Regions from separate parts of the Anas platyrhynchos genome. Here region 2 is linked to region 1. Evidence: chromatin contacts called from public Hi-C data. All regions are on one chromosome and are shown on one strand. The core of a region is the stretch at or near the end of the contact, and the rest is flanking DNA. Distances in the headings are between cores, read along the strand shown. Region 1 has its middle 38 kb from the start of ALDH8A1. Region 2 has its middle 110 kb from the start of ALDH8A1.

What was found. A called contact is a pair of places that touch in the nucleus more often than the background predicts.
Region 2: a contact with region 1 is called in a Hi-C map of skeletal muscle, with 2.9 times the contacts expected there. The contact joins two enhancer-like sites. A contact is called at or near these places in 5 of 8 Hi-C or Micro-C datasets (F1 follicle, liver, skeletal muscle and 1 more).

Annotation. Positions count from the first base shown.
Region 1 is chr3:61,464,727-61,470,890 of IASCAAS_PekinDuck_T2T, forward strand. No RefSeq gene overlaps it. Among named protein-coding and RNA genes, the nearest start is that of ALDH8A1, 38 kb to the left of the region's middle. Within about 2 kb of position 2,440, at least 2 of the 8 cell types and tissues checked have an H3K27ac peak or open chromatin away from gene starts, as enhancers often do. A contact at or near this core is called in F1 follicle, where this site is marked.
Region 2 is chr3:61,532,335-61,538,498 of IASCAAS_PekinDuck_T2T, forward strand. No RefSeq gene overlaps it. Among named protein-coding and RNA genes, the nearest start is that of ALDH8A1, 110 kb to the left of the region's middle. Within about 2 kb of position 2,952, at least 3 of the 8 cell types and tissues checked have an H3K27ac peak or open chromatin away from gene starts, as enhancers often do. A contact at or near this core is called in F1 follicle, where this site is marked.

The sequences.
Region 1 (6,164 bases), core at 1,190-3,689:
TTCATAGTACTATTAGACAAGCTATGATAAAGACAGTGCTTTTTGGAATGGTACATTCAGCACAGCAACTGAGCAAAAATAAAACAATCCTGTGCAGATCTTGATTGCATCTAACCCTCTGACTCCTGAGGAATGGCAGTGCTTCATGTGCTCATTGCATGCTGATCACACATTTGTTGTGGGATGCAGTGACTGACAGGACCAGTTCTCAACATCTTCTGTTATTTACAACTGGAAATCCACAAGGAAGGTCTGGTTTGATATTTCTTGAATTCCAAGTAGGTAGGAACACCCTGATTAAAGGTAAGTACTTTACTCAAGCTATTTTTTAATACATATTATATCTATCTAGTATATCAGTTATCTATACATTATACATATCAGCTAGCTACTCCTGATTTGCTGGTGGAGCCACTCATTCACCATGGGAGGCACAGCTGCCTGACAGGCTTCAAACCAGTTTAAGATCTCAATGTTCTGATCATTGTTTGTTTCCTTATTCACTTGACTGGCTGTCTTTTCATTCTGGTCCTTGTTTTCCCTATCTGTAAAAGAAGATAATATTATTAACTTCTCTCATCTCACAGGCAGAGCTGCCATGAGATAGCAGGCGTCAAACCATCCATGCAAAGCTGAAGTCCACATTAGGAATTTGTAGACTTGGAATTTGTCTATTTTTTTTGCTGATAGTCTTCACAATTTTCAGGTTAATTACTTCAATTTCAACATTAAGCACTTTGGCCCAGACAAAACAAAAACAGCCTAAAACAGTGCACACACACACACAAAAGCCCACCAGACCTGGACTGCTGAGCTATAGGGATTCTTGCCTCCTTGAGCCTCCTAGACTCTTGCTTTGGTATGTCCTAGATGCGATGGGCTTTCTTTGTGGGAGAAGGGGGAACAGGGGAAGAGGAAGGGTATGATTTACTGCTGAGTCGTACCTCAGAGCAAGGACTGGATGTTGCCAAAGAGTGCATTCAGAGTGGAAGTTGGGTGGCACTCCTGCACCTCCTGTGCTTAGGGTCACTGTGCTCTAAGGTGGCGTAGGAGCTGTGTTTGGCACTCCCAAGTCCCAAGCTGGTAGGCTAGTATTCCTCTTAGTCATTTTGCTTTTGGTTAGCAATGAAGAAGATGAAGCATGGATTTAGTGGTAAGTGAAAGGTAGTAGTCCTCACCCACATCTGCTGACACAGGGGTTGTCACATACTGATGTTGAGGCCATGCTGCTGTCCCCCAGTCCCCACCTGTATGAGCAGCTTGTAGTGGTCTCCTGCTCTGGGGCAGCAGTGCAGCAGTGAAAAAGCGTGGGTTTCTTCAGGCCAGATGGAAGCAGAAACAGAAATATGTGCTCTTCACCTGTACCCAGCCTGGTACTTTGTTCATGAGAACACGTGGCTTCTGGACAGCACCAACACCTGAATCACATCTCACAAGGAGAGGGATAAATCAGCTTTTAAGTAACTGTCAGCATCAAAAGATCACTGTATGTTCCCAGAGTTGCCTGTGCTGAGCAGTTTGGGTTTTACTTTTCTCTTAAAATAAGAAAGTTCCTTCTCGGTTTTGTAGTTTTCCACACTTGTAAAATAAGTCTTTCAGAATAAAATACCTCTTTGATATATTTATTTGAGATAAATAAGCACCAGTATTGCACAGCTGATAGCTGGCAGTATTAGATATTATTCTCTAGGACTTTGGAATCATGCAGTAACATTTTAATCACTGTTTGTTGTTGTTGTTTTAAACAGATTTCCTTGGTTTCCTTGTTGTTGTTTGTTTTTTTTTTTTTGTTTTGTTTTTTTTTTTTTGTTTGTTTGTTTGTTTATTTTTAAAGCAAACAAACCAAGCAAACCTGTTCTCATGACTGCTCAGAAAAACACTGACATCACGAACAAATTGAACAGGTCTAGAAGGCAAAGAGTACACTCAGATGCTACTCACAGAAAAAGCTCATGCCTTCAAGCCCAGCTGACAGCCCAAGAGGCAGCGGGTGGGCAGCGGGAGGGAAGAGGTCCTTTTAACTGGTTCATGGTTGCAGCGCTCCTGCTGGCACTGAGCTGCAGCAGTTCTCCACTCTCACACAGGCACCAGCTCTGGGCACTGACGTATCTCTGCCTCTTGGGAGCTGTTATTTAGTACAGCAGCAGCTAATTAAACCCTGAGAAGCAAAGTGCTGGCTAAGTGAACCCCAGCTACATCTGCCGAAGCTGCGCTGCCTTTTACATGGGCCTCGGGGACCCTTAAATTTATTAAAAAAAGAAAATAATAAAAAAAAGTGTCCTTACATGCTGGCTTGCCTGAAGCTGGCAAACCGATGATGAGATCCATTGCCCACCAGTTCTCAGTGTCCAGGGCCAGGCACTGAGGCCCGAGGTTCCGAGGTTGCTCCCTGGTCCCTGTCCCCGCAGAGGGTGGTGAAGGGGGTGATGACTTTCATCCCAAACCTCCCCAGCAGCTGTTGCCCACTCACCCCACACACTGCTGTGGGAACAGGCTGCTTGCCAGGCTCTTTCCCCTACCCTGAGATGTAATTTAGGTTTTTCTTAGCTGAAGGTGTAATTTAGTGGGTTTTTAAATTTTATTTCTATTTTTTCCTTGAGGGAAGGACTCGCTAGATGGCACTGTGTCACTGCGGGACTTGCCACCTCCCTCTGTCTCTCGGATGGATGAAAGGCATTGCCTACGTCTTTATTTTCAGCTCTCTGCTTTCAGCCTTTACTAACGGTGTGTGCGTGTTATGGGGTGCCTAAGTCGCTGTTAATAAAACTGTGCTTTAGCACAGTTTCCCTTTCTAGCTTCAGTAGCCCCAGATCATTTGCCTGTAGGACTTTCTTGTTAGAATAGACTGTATATGACCTGATTTTCTACTTTGTTCTTTCAACCTGTTTCCCTCCCTCTGGTAATGCCAATGCAACAGGCTCGGAAGACAGGGTGAAAAAATGGGACTGAAAATTTAGTTTTAAACTGAACTCCCCCAAATCTGGGTGTTTGGCAATGCTGATCCCCAGCTAGGCTTATAAATTTTGGAAAATGAACAAAAAACCAAAAATGATAAATGTGTGTGCTTTGCTACATGTACATAAATGACTAACAGACAGCCATCCACTGACACATGAGCACAGATAACATTGTTCACCAATCTGTAGTTTCAATAAATTATTGCTTTTATGTGCTGAAAATATTTGGGTAGAAATACCTTTAAGTAGGGGCTTGACCAAAATTAACTTTAGCCACCGAGCCTTCAACATTGGGCTGACAGTCTCATGACTACGGAGTTGCTTGGAGTAGTTCAGTATTTCTATACCTTGTTGGGTTCCATAAATTCATTGCTTGGCAGAAAAGGGGGATAAGTTTATGAAAAAAGCATTAAGAATGCATAAAATGTTTACTTTGGTCTGAAGCCTGAGTGAAAAGCTTATGGTCATTTCCTATTGGCTCAATGAACCTTAATATACTACTGTTTCTGCAAGAAACATTGCCAAATAGAAGCACTTGGAAGGAGTGGGTGTTGGAGCTCTTTGCAATGTCAGGGAATCATTCTCACTACTGTGCTGTTTTGATTATAGCTGGTGTGGCTGCAGCACAATTACCAGGGACAGAAATTCCATTGTTGGTGGAGAGACCAACAAAATTTGTGAGAAACAACACTGCTCACAAAAATGTGATTCATGGCTTAACGCTGCTTTAATCTTTTTTTTTTTTTTCTTTTTTTTCTTTTTTTTTTGGGCGGGAGGGGGGGGGTTGTAACACCATTAAAACAAAAAGTGTTTGAGTTTTTAAACTGAATGGCTTAAAAGGAGAGGTGCCCAATTCCCTCTCTTTTATTAAGGGAGTTCGTTATGAAGGGGGTCTTATGATAGTTATCAGCCTACAGGTAATGAAGGGTGATAGATGAGATTTGTCAGATAACTCATGTTTGCCAGCAATCATTAGACACAGATTTTAAGTTATTTTGTTGTATTTCCCCTTTAAATTCACAAATAGATATTTAATTCTGTGAGATTTTGCTGCCACTGAAGGATGTGGTACTTCTGCACGCTCCAGTCTCTCCATAGCAACTGTAAATGGGTCAAGTACTGGTGCAGCTGAGCACACAACAGCTGTGGGAAGGCAGCTACAGGAGTCGCCCCGTGCAAAGCCCTGTGTGACCCTCTCCTGGAGCTCCCACGTATGTTGCCTCTTGGGACAGTGGATTGCTGCAGACAAGAGGTATCAAGGACAATGTTGCTTGGTGGTCACGAAACCTTGAGCATCCCCTGGCTATGCTATGGATTTTATTAGAGGCAACTTGTTTAGATATCATGATTTTAGGCCCTATTTGATGTTGCACAAGCCCATTATTCCAGGTCCATGTAATTATTGTGGGTATTTTCCCATAGCAGTGCAGAGTTTGTTTAAAGCCATGTTCCAGACTCACAACCACGAGAGTCTGGGCCTAGGCAGCCTGAGGGAAGCACTAGGAGGAAAGAGAAGGTGGTGGTGACACTATCACGTTGTGGAGAACACATTGAGGGTAGAGACACTCAGGGAAGCAGCATGTGAAGGAATGGTATCAGTCATGTTAAGCAACCCCATTCGGATCCCATGTTATATGGCTTGTGAGGCTACTTACCTTCCGTGTGGATAAACAATTATGTGGTTTGAAATTAACGTGATTCAGTTCTGCAGCTAGAATGGACAAGATGAAACAAGAATCGGAAATGACCCAACTCTGCAATATTGTGAGAGTCATTCTAGATTGATTGTTGAGGGAGAAAACCCAGAGATGTTTAGCCATAAATTAGAGTAGTGCTAAACAGATGAAATGGAGACACGCATTAGGATTTTGTAACTCAGGGACACTGAGGGCAATTCTCAAGGCGAAAATGCAATTTACATTTCTGAACATCTGCCCATGGAAACTTGGGTGGGGAACTTTAAACCTAATCTCTGGTGCCTGTAAGTCTTATTATAGGATCTTTTCATTCCCACAGCAGTCTTGATCATTGAGCAGTGGGAATGGAGTCATTGTCCTTCTCTGCTGATCTGTGACATGAGGTGTTACATTTTCTGAATAGTTTCTATCATGCAATATGATCATAAAATGACAATAAACCCTTCTGAACAACCATTTCCATTGTCAGAGGAAGGTGTAGTCTTGTCAGTATGTTCTTTGTTGGTAGTGGTCTCTGCCAGGGAAATCGACACACTGCTAGTAGACTACATTAATTGAATCTTTGCCAGGTATACATTTGCTATGAAACAGAGACATTGATTATGATTTCATTAAAGTACAAATGAGTTTCTATTCATCTTCAAAAACAATACGACAACAACAACAAAAACAATGGCAATCACAGACCTTCCGGAACTATTAATACACAACCTTCACTGGGAGAAATAATGTTTTTGTCTCTTGCATGTTGACATAAACAAATAACTCTGTGCAACACCAGCAGATCAGTGCACTGAGGTAGATAGATAACCAGCTGATATATCAAAGTTATTGATGGTTTGTGTATTTTACTGTGGACTAGATTTAATCTGGCCCCCTGATATGCCCATCTCAGACATGGTTTGGAGCTGTCTGAGCAGTCGCCAATCCAGTCATGGTCTCCATTATTGACTGGGATGAGCTTGGTACACAGGTGGATGGAGGAAAGCTTTTGGATGAGTTTCCTCCTCAGATAATCTAGTTTGAATATCCTAAGGCCACTTTGTGAACCAAACTGCCAGATGGTAAAATGGGATTGGCAGGGGCTTCACTTCTTCACTGTGCTACTGCTGTGAACCAGAAGAGCAGTGTGAGCGCAACACAGCGACCCTGGGTTTTGGGGTCAAACACTTCTGGTGTCTAAGTGGAGACTGTTTTGTTTTCAAGTCATTAAGAACTCAGCAAGGAACAAGTTCCTTTGTCTGCAATATTGTCTAAATGATCACTTAGCTCACCATGGCAGTAAATCTTTTTTCTTTTTCTTTTTTTTTCTTTTTTTTCTTTTTTTTTTTTTTTCTTTCTTTCTAAAATACATGTCATGCCACAATAGTTAGATCATTTGCCCTCCGGATGTTCTTCATACTGTTCATCTAACCTGTTAGCACAAACCTCCTTTTCTTTTGAGTCTTTAAACACACAGGTGAACTTGTCTGAGTCATGCATGCTTGCTTGTTCTTCAGCATCATGCAGT
Region 2 (6,164 bases), core at 1,702-4,201, 68 kb after region 1:
CTTCAAACATGTTTACTTCTTAATATTTTACAGGGGTACAGAGAATAAGCAGAGAAGTTTAGGACATATTTCAGCTGGCTAGGACCCATACATGATATATAGGCCAGATCTGGCTCCAAAGGACTTTCAGTGTTGATCAGTAAGACAGATGAAGGAGAAGAGGAAGAGAGAGGCAGTGTGACTTGCCCAAATATTAAGTCAAAAAGTCAGTGACAGAAAATGGAAAAATACTTTTATTTTCTTTGTTTTATATTTGTATTCTGATGAATATACTACAAAATCAAGCTGGATTGCTTTGTGATAAAGGAATAACCATCAGAGGTATGAGGTTAAGCATTGGACTTCATGTAACAGCTGCATTTCATCCCACTTTTAAAACAAAAATTAATGTCTCCAGCACAGCCTGAGGTGAATAACATTGTTACTGTGTACCAGGTGGTAAACCTGAAACAAAGTGAAGGTAAGAAAAAGAAAAATTGTCCATGTTTGCATAAAAACAGCTTTCCTGCCTCCTGTTTCACTTTTCTTGACAAGAGATCACACACCATTCATTGCCTGGCAATACACCATAAAAGAATTAAAAACAAACCAAACCACCACTGACAACAAAATCAAACTCTTTATAAATTTTTTTAGAAGATGAAACTATTAAGAAGAAGAGATAGGTCAGTTTCATAGCTGAAGACTGGACTGGATCAAATCACATAAAGCATTATTTTGTGTAGATTGTATACTGCTTAGCTGGTCATATCTTTCCTACCATTTAAGACATATGTATTTTGAAAGGGCTATTTTAGGCTCCAAAATCTATGCCTTGCCTTTACTCTGGCTTTTATATCCTGTGTGAGAGAGAGAAGAGAGAGAGATTAGTTTTTTAATTGTAAGGAAAACATCCTTTAGGGATTAGCCTAAACCATTTCTTTTCTCACAACCACTGAGAGAGGGCATTTCAGATGACATACAGTGACATTCCTAATACAGCTTTTGCTGGTCTAACATTTCATCTGTTCTGCTCCCAAGCAAGACTAATATTCTGACCAAAGTAGAACACACCTGAATCACAATGCAGATGATGGAATGAACTGAGAGTCTGGCTAAACACTGAAATAGTGTGGAATGGGGAAGGTTTTTGTATAAGCTCTAAGAGAAAAAGAACATCTTTTGCTGCTATGTATCATATTTTTGCTGATAGTTTACCATGGTTGTTTGTAGGCAAGGCCAGTAGCTTGGACTCTATACTCTTCTCTTGGCTAAAATGTATAGAGGGCAATTATGGCCACAAAGTGGTATCTCTACCTTGGCATAATGCTGCCTTCAGCTCAACAAAAGCTTCATCTCAAAAGGTTTTACTTGCTTGGGCACAAGATTGGCGTGATGTGTGGATACTGTTTCCAGTCTATGTGTCTGCTCTGTGTCTTTACAAGGTACTTCACTTTTCACTGCATGACATTAAGCTGTGGTAGTAACTCCTCTGGGCACATGCAATTGCTTGTCATGTCCATGTGACCCCCCTTTACACACATATCTGTTCTTCCCTGAGTTACCTCATTTCAAATATCAATGTTGCAGCAGCATAGTGGGTTCCCTGACTTGGAAAATGAAAATTTCAACCATTGAACAGCATGATTGGTCTTATTTTGCTTGAGCTGACTTGCCATTAAAAGTGTAATAGGGAGTACTTGGTTTCTCTGCAAAGGTTGACTTCTCTTCTATTTGTGGGTCAGAAAATTGATTATATATGAGTATAACAAAAATGCATTGTGGAAACTTGCACACTAGCCCTATACCTGCTGTTATTCTTTCATTCTTTGGTCATTCTTTGCTTTACTTAACACAGCATATTTTGGTTATCCTTTCCTACACATAAGGGCACAAAAGTACTGCACTGCGTGTGCTAGTTCCAGTTATAGATACAGTGGAATGACAGAGAGGAGGTGGAAAAGTAACTCTTACTTTAGTTACTTCTGTTCATATGGAGACCATGTGTGGATTAAGAGATTCTTTATATCAAAATCAATGTGTATGATAGGAGCAAAATTTAAAAAATGATGGGAAATTTGAAATCAAGGTAGAACTAGCCTGCTTATAGTCTTTGTTTCATGGAAAGTCAAGACTATCATGAAGCTGACTTCAATGCAGTAAACTTTTTACCCTTTGTATATGAGTTACAGTAAGCCCCACTGCCAAGATGTCTGCTCACCTTTAAGGACCTAAGTTGTCTGACTGACATGGAGTATTTGTGCAGCTGAAGCTGAATGTATTCTTAAGGCTTTGCTAAACCACAGCTGTACTAGGTGATCTGTTCACAGTGTAAGAATGTCGTTTTCTGGCTTAGGACTTAGGCACTCGCCCAGAAGTTGTCTGTCAGGATCCAAGTTCTGCTTAGTTTTATACATGATTGCATTGTGCTTACCTGGGTAGCTCCTGTCCTTTCCTTCTGTTCAATTAGGTGTTTGTTTTGTTTTGTTTTGTTTTGCTTTGCTTTGTTTTTCACAGTTCCATCACAGCTTGCTGCTCCCTTAGTTGGGCAACTACAACTGTTTATGAAACTGTGTGAGAAACCAGATCACTGAAATGACTCAGAAGAAAAGTAACACTCCAGAATAAGGGCTTCTTCATGTCTATGGCATTTTTCCCTGTGAAGCCCACAAAGCTCTTTAAAAGCCACTGATAAAATTACAAAAAATATTCAATTTTTTCTTTAAAAGCTGATTGCATATAGAACTGTTTCTAAGCCTTCATAGAGGACTACACCTACACTGGAGTAAGAAGTATTTGTAATCGTGCTCCAAAGATGACAGCTATCTTGAGGATGAATTTGACACATTCACTTTAAGAGAGAAAGTTTTTGTTCCGTTTCTTCTTATGCTTTAAGAACACCTCTGCAGGCAACCAAGAGAGATGGGCGGTATATTGAAGTTCCGTGGCTTTTCTGGCCTGCATTTCTTTCTTCCAACTATAGAAGGCACTCTTACACCGCTGTCTGAGGTTTGGTGGAGCTATTGTTAGAACTGAACTCCCGGACCAATAATTTTTGAACTGCTGGTTTTGACAGAATAAAACAGTAAATGGTCCTACCCCAGGATATAACACATATAAGAAAACACATTGATCTCTATTTCTGCAAAGATAAATGAAGTTATTTACATGCTGGGGAAAGAAAAAGTCTTTTGGGACATACCATGGTATGTTGTGAGTAGCTATAAACCATATAGTACGTCTTCAACAGATTGGTCTGATAATTTCAGTTTTATACAAGTGTTTCTCAAAGACAAATCCACCTTTCCAAAGCATAACTTGTAAGTATAGGTGTCTCGGAGTAGATTTTTTTATTGTATAATTTTGAGTTCAAATAGGTTCAAATAGGCTGGCTTTTGAACTGTACAAATTACTTACTTGTACTGCTTTGAGTTGTCTGAAAGCATCTGTTTTGATAAGCAAATAAAAAAGCAATGAATAATATATATGCATATGCATGTGTATATTTATGTATGTATATACTGAAATGTAACTTTTCCTTATCCACTGTTATGAAATCAGTAAGAGAAAATAAGTGGGTAGAAATAGTTTTGACTAGTGACACATCTTGTTTTGCTTCAGTGTTATGTGATTTGGAAAGGCAGGTGGAAGACACCTCATGCTCTGCTTCTTGCTCCCCTGGGACACACGCTGAATATCTCTCAAGGACAGGACAGATCCTTTAGCTAGATCACACCACTGGAAAGTGAACTTAGGGGCTGAGTAAAGATCTTTTCTTCTTAAAGCAGAAAGACCATCCATCCTTCCATCCATCCATCCCTTGACGTGAGGCTTTCCCATCACAGAAAACCACCCTCTAGCAGGGAATAGGGTCAAAATTAGTTCCCCAACTTGAGGGGGGAGGAACTGGGTGAAGGTAAGACCATATCTAGTATACCATCCATGTGAAAGAAAAAGCTGAACATCTGTGTGACTTGGCAGAGAGAACAGCTATGAACAGAAAAGCCCACTGGTGGGCTGTATCGTTGAACACCATCAAAAGCTGGCAGATAAGTAATGGAAAATGAATTAAATGTCATTCTGCCTTTCCATAGCTTGTCATTATGTTTTTTTCATCAGAGAGATTAGACAAGTTTAGCATGTTTTGGCACTACTCCACGATTGCTTGATAATTACAGGTACATGCTCAGGTATACTAGTCTTTTCTGGCTTAATTTCCTAATTCTTTAGGAAAATAAGAAGCTAATGTACAGACCTGAATTTTGGAACTTATCAAGTATACACACCCCTTTGGACCATCAAATCTTTTTATATGTATTGTGAGTCTTTGAAAAGAAAGTGACACATAAGGTAATTAACAGTTGAACAAAAGATATTCAAAGGGAAGCTGCTTGTGAAATGAATACAGATCTATCTAAATGAGGAGAGGAACAATATGAGAGAACAAAACAAATGCAATCTACCACAGAAAGCTAGTGTTGTTATTATGCCAATGAGAAACATCACAAAGGACTACTCGTGCGCTACTCTTCTGATAAGATACTGAACTAAATCTAAATGGACCTCATTCCTTCTGCGCTACTGCAGTAGAGAGGCAGTTTTATGGTATAGTGATTTATTTATTTATTTATTTTCACAGTGTTTTAAAGTGCAGAAACAATAAAAAGGGGTATAACCTCTTGTACTGTAACAAAGCTATTGAGTACAACATATAAAGCAAGAAACCCAAACATGTTTATAATTCTTCACCTGAATCCAAGGTCTGGAATTATCACAGAAAAGGCACAGCATCATGAGATTCATAACAGCATTTGCAAAGCTTGGTCACACCAGGTCATGTGAAGTTGTGATCTTGTCACATAGATCAGTGGCTGCTGAGGGCAGGGGAAGCTGCTGGTGTATCAGGATTATAAACTTTCTATTCTACTAAAAAGGTTTTTAAAAGCTTACAGTGAAATCTGAAGAAATATGATGATTGGATCACACGTTTTCCTAAGAATGTAAGAATTTCTGTTTTGTACTTAACTTCAACCTACATTCCAACAGTACTCTGATGATATACTCATTTTCCTCAATTGTTCATAATAAAAACTTTTAACTTGAGATGCTGATTTTTTCATGCATCATATTTTTAATGTTATTCGCAAGACCAGGAATTACATTTTTAAAGGGCACAAATTGTAGCCAAGGACCTCACTGTCAATGCAAAACATGTGAAAACTAAGTGTGTAAGTGCCATTTAGGTTTTTGGAAATATCTGTAGAGGTTGTAAACCATGCAATAATTTCTGGCAGACATCAGATCAGCCTCATTAATTTTTATTTTTATTTGTTACACCTCATCTCACAGTCTAAAGAGTAGGTTAAAAGCAGTGTATGTTCTTTGGATATCTTTATAAATAGGAAAACACGACAAGGCAGTGCAGGAACAGTTATGACTATTGCTGTTGGTATGTGTTGTAAAACTGACTGTGTGAGCTTATTAAAAGAGATATCAACATATGCCTGTTGAACATAAGTTGATGGATCCTGAATTATAGTGTAGTAATGCAGAGGAGGTTGTGGGCCATGGAGAGACACTAGAGTTTTTAAAAAACCTCTGTCCAAAAATATTCTAAGCTTAGTAATAATTTTCTGATATTATATGTTTGTAAGTGAAAAGTGTAATATCTACAAGTGCTACACTCCTATTGCTGTGGATTTCATGAAGCACAGAGCTTTACTGTTCATTAGAGGTCCTGGATTTATCCACCTTTACCTGAATGGGTTGGAGGGGAAAGAGATACTGCTGTGTGGACACAGGCAGGTTGCTTTACTGGTTCAGTATCAGCAACTTGCTCTATGCTCAAACAGCTGTTTTGCTTCTTCCTCCTGTATTGTACATTGTGCATGTTCACATCACATGATGTTGCTGGCCTGTTTTTCTTGCTGCATGATACTGAAGTAAATGCCTAAAAATTACTTCATTTATGGCCTGCACACTGTTAGATAGAGAAGATAAAAATCTTTACCCAGCCAAAAGGTACAAGAGAAGAAGGAAAAAGGAGATTTATAATTCCTTTCCAGTTCTGTCTGCATCCCCTTGCTCAGAAATAATCATGTGTGCCCAGTTTCTCATTTATACTAAGATCCCTTTGGTAGAATTTCCCTGGGGATCAGGCTTTCTTCAGCACCCCCTGTCCTGGT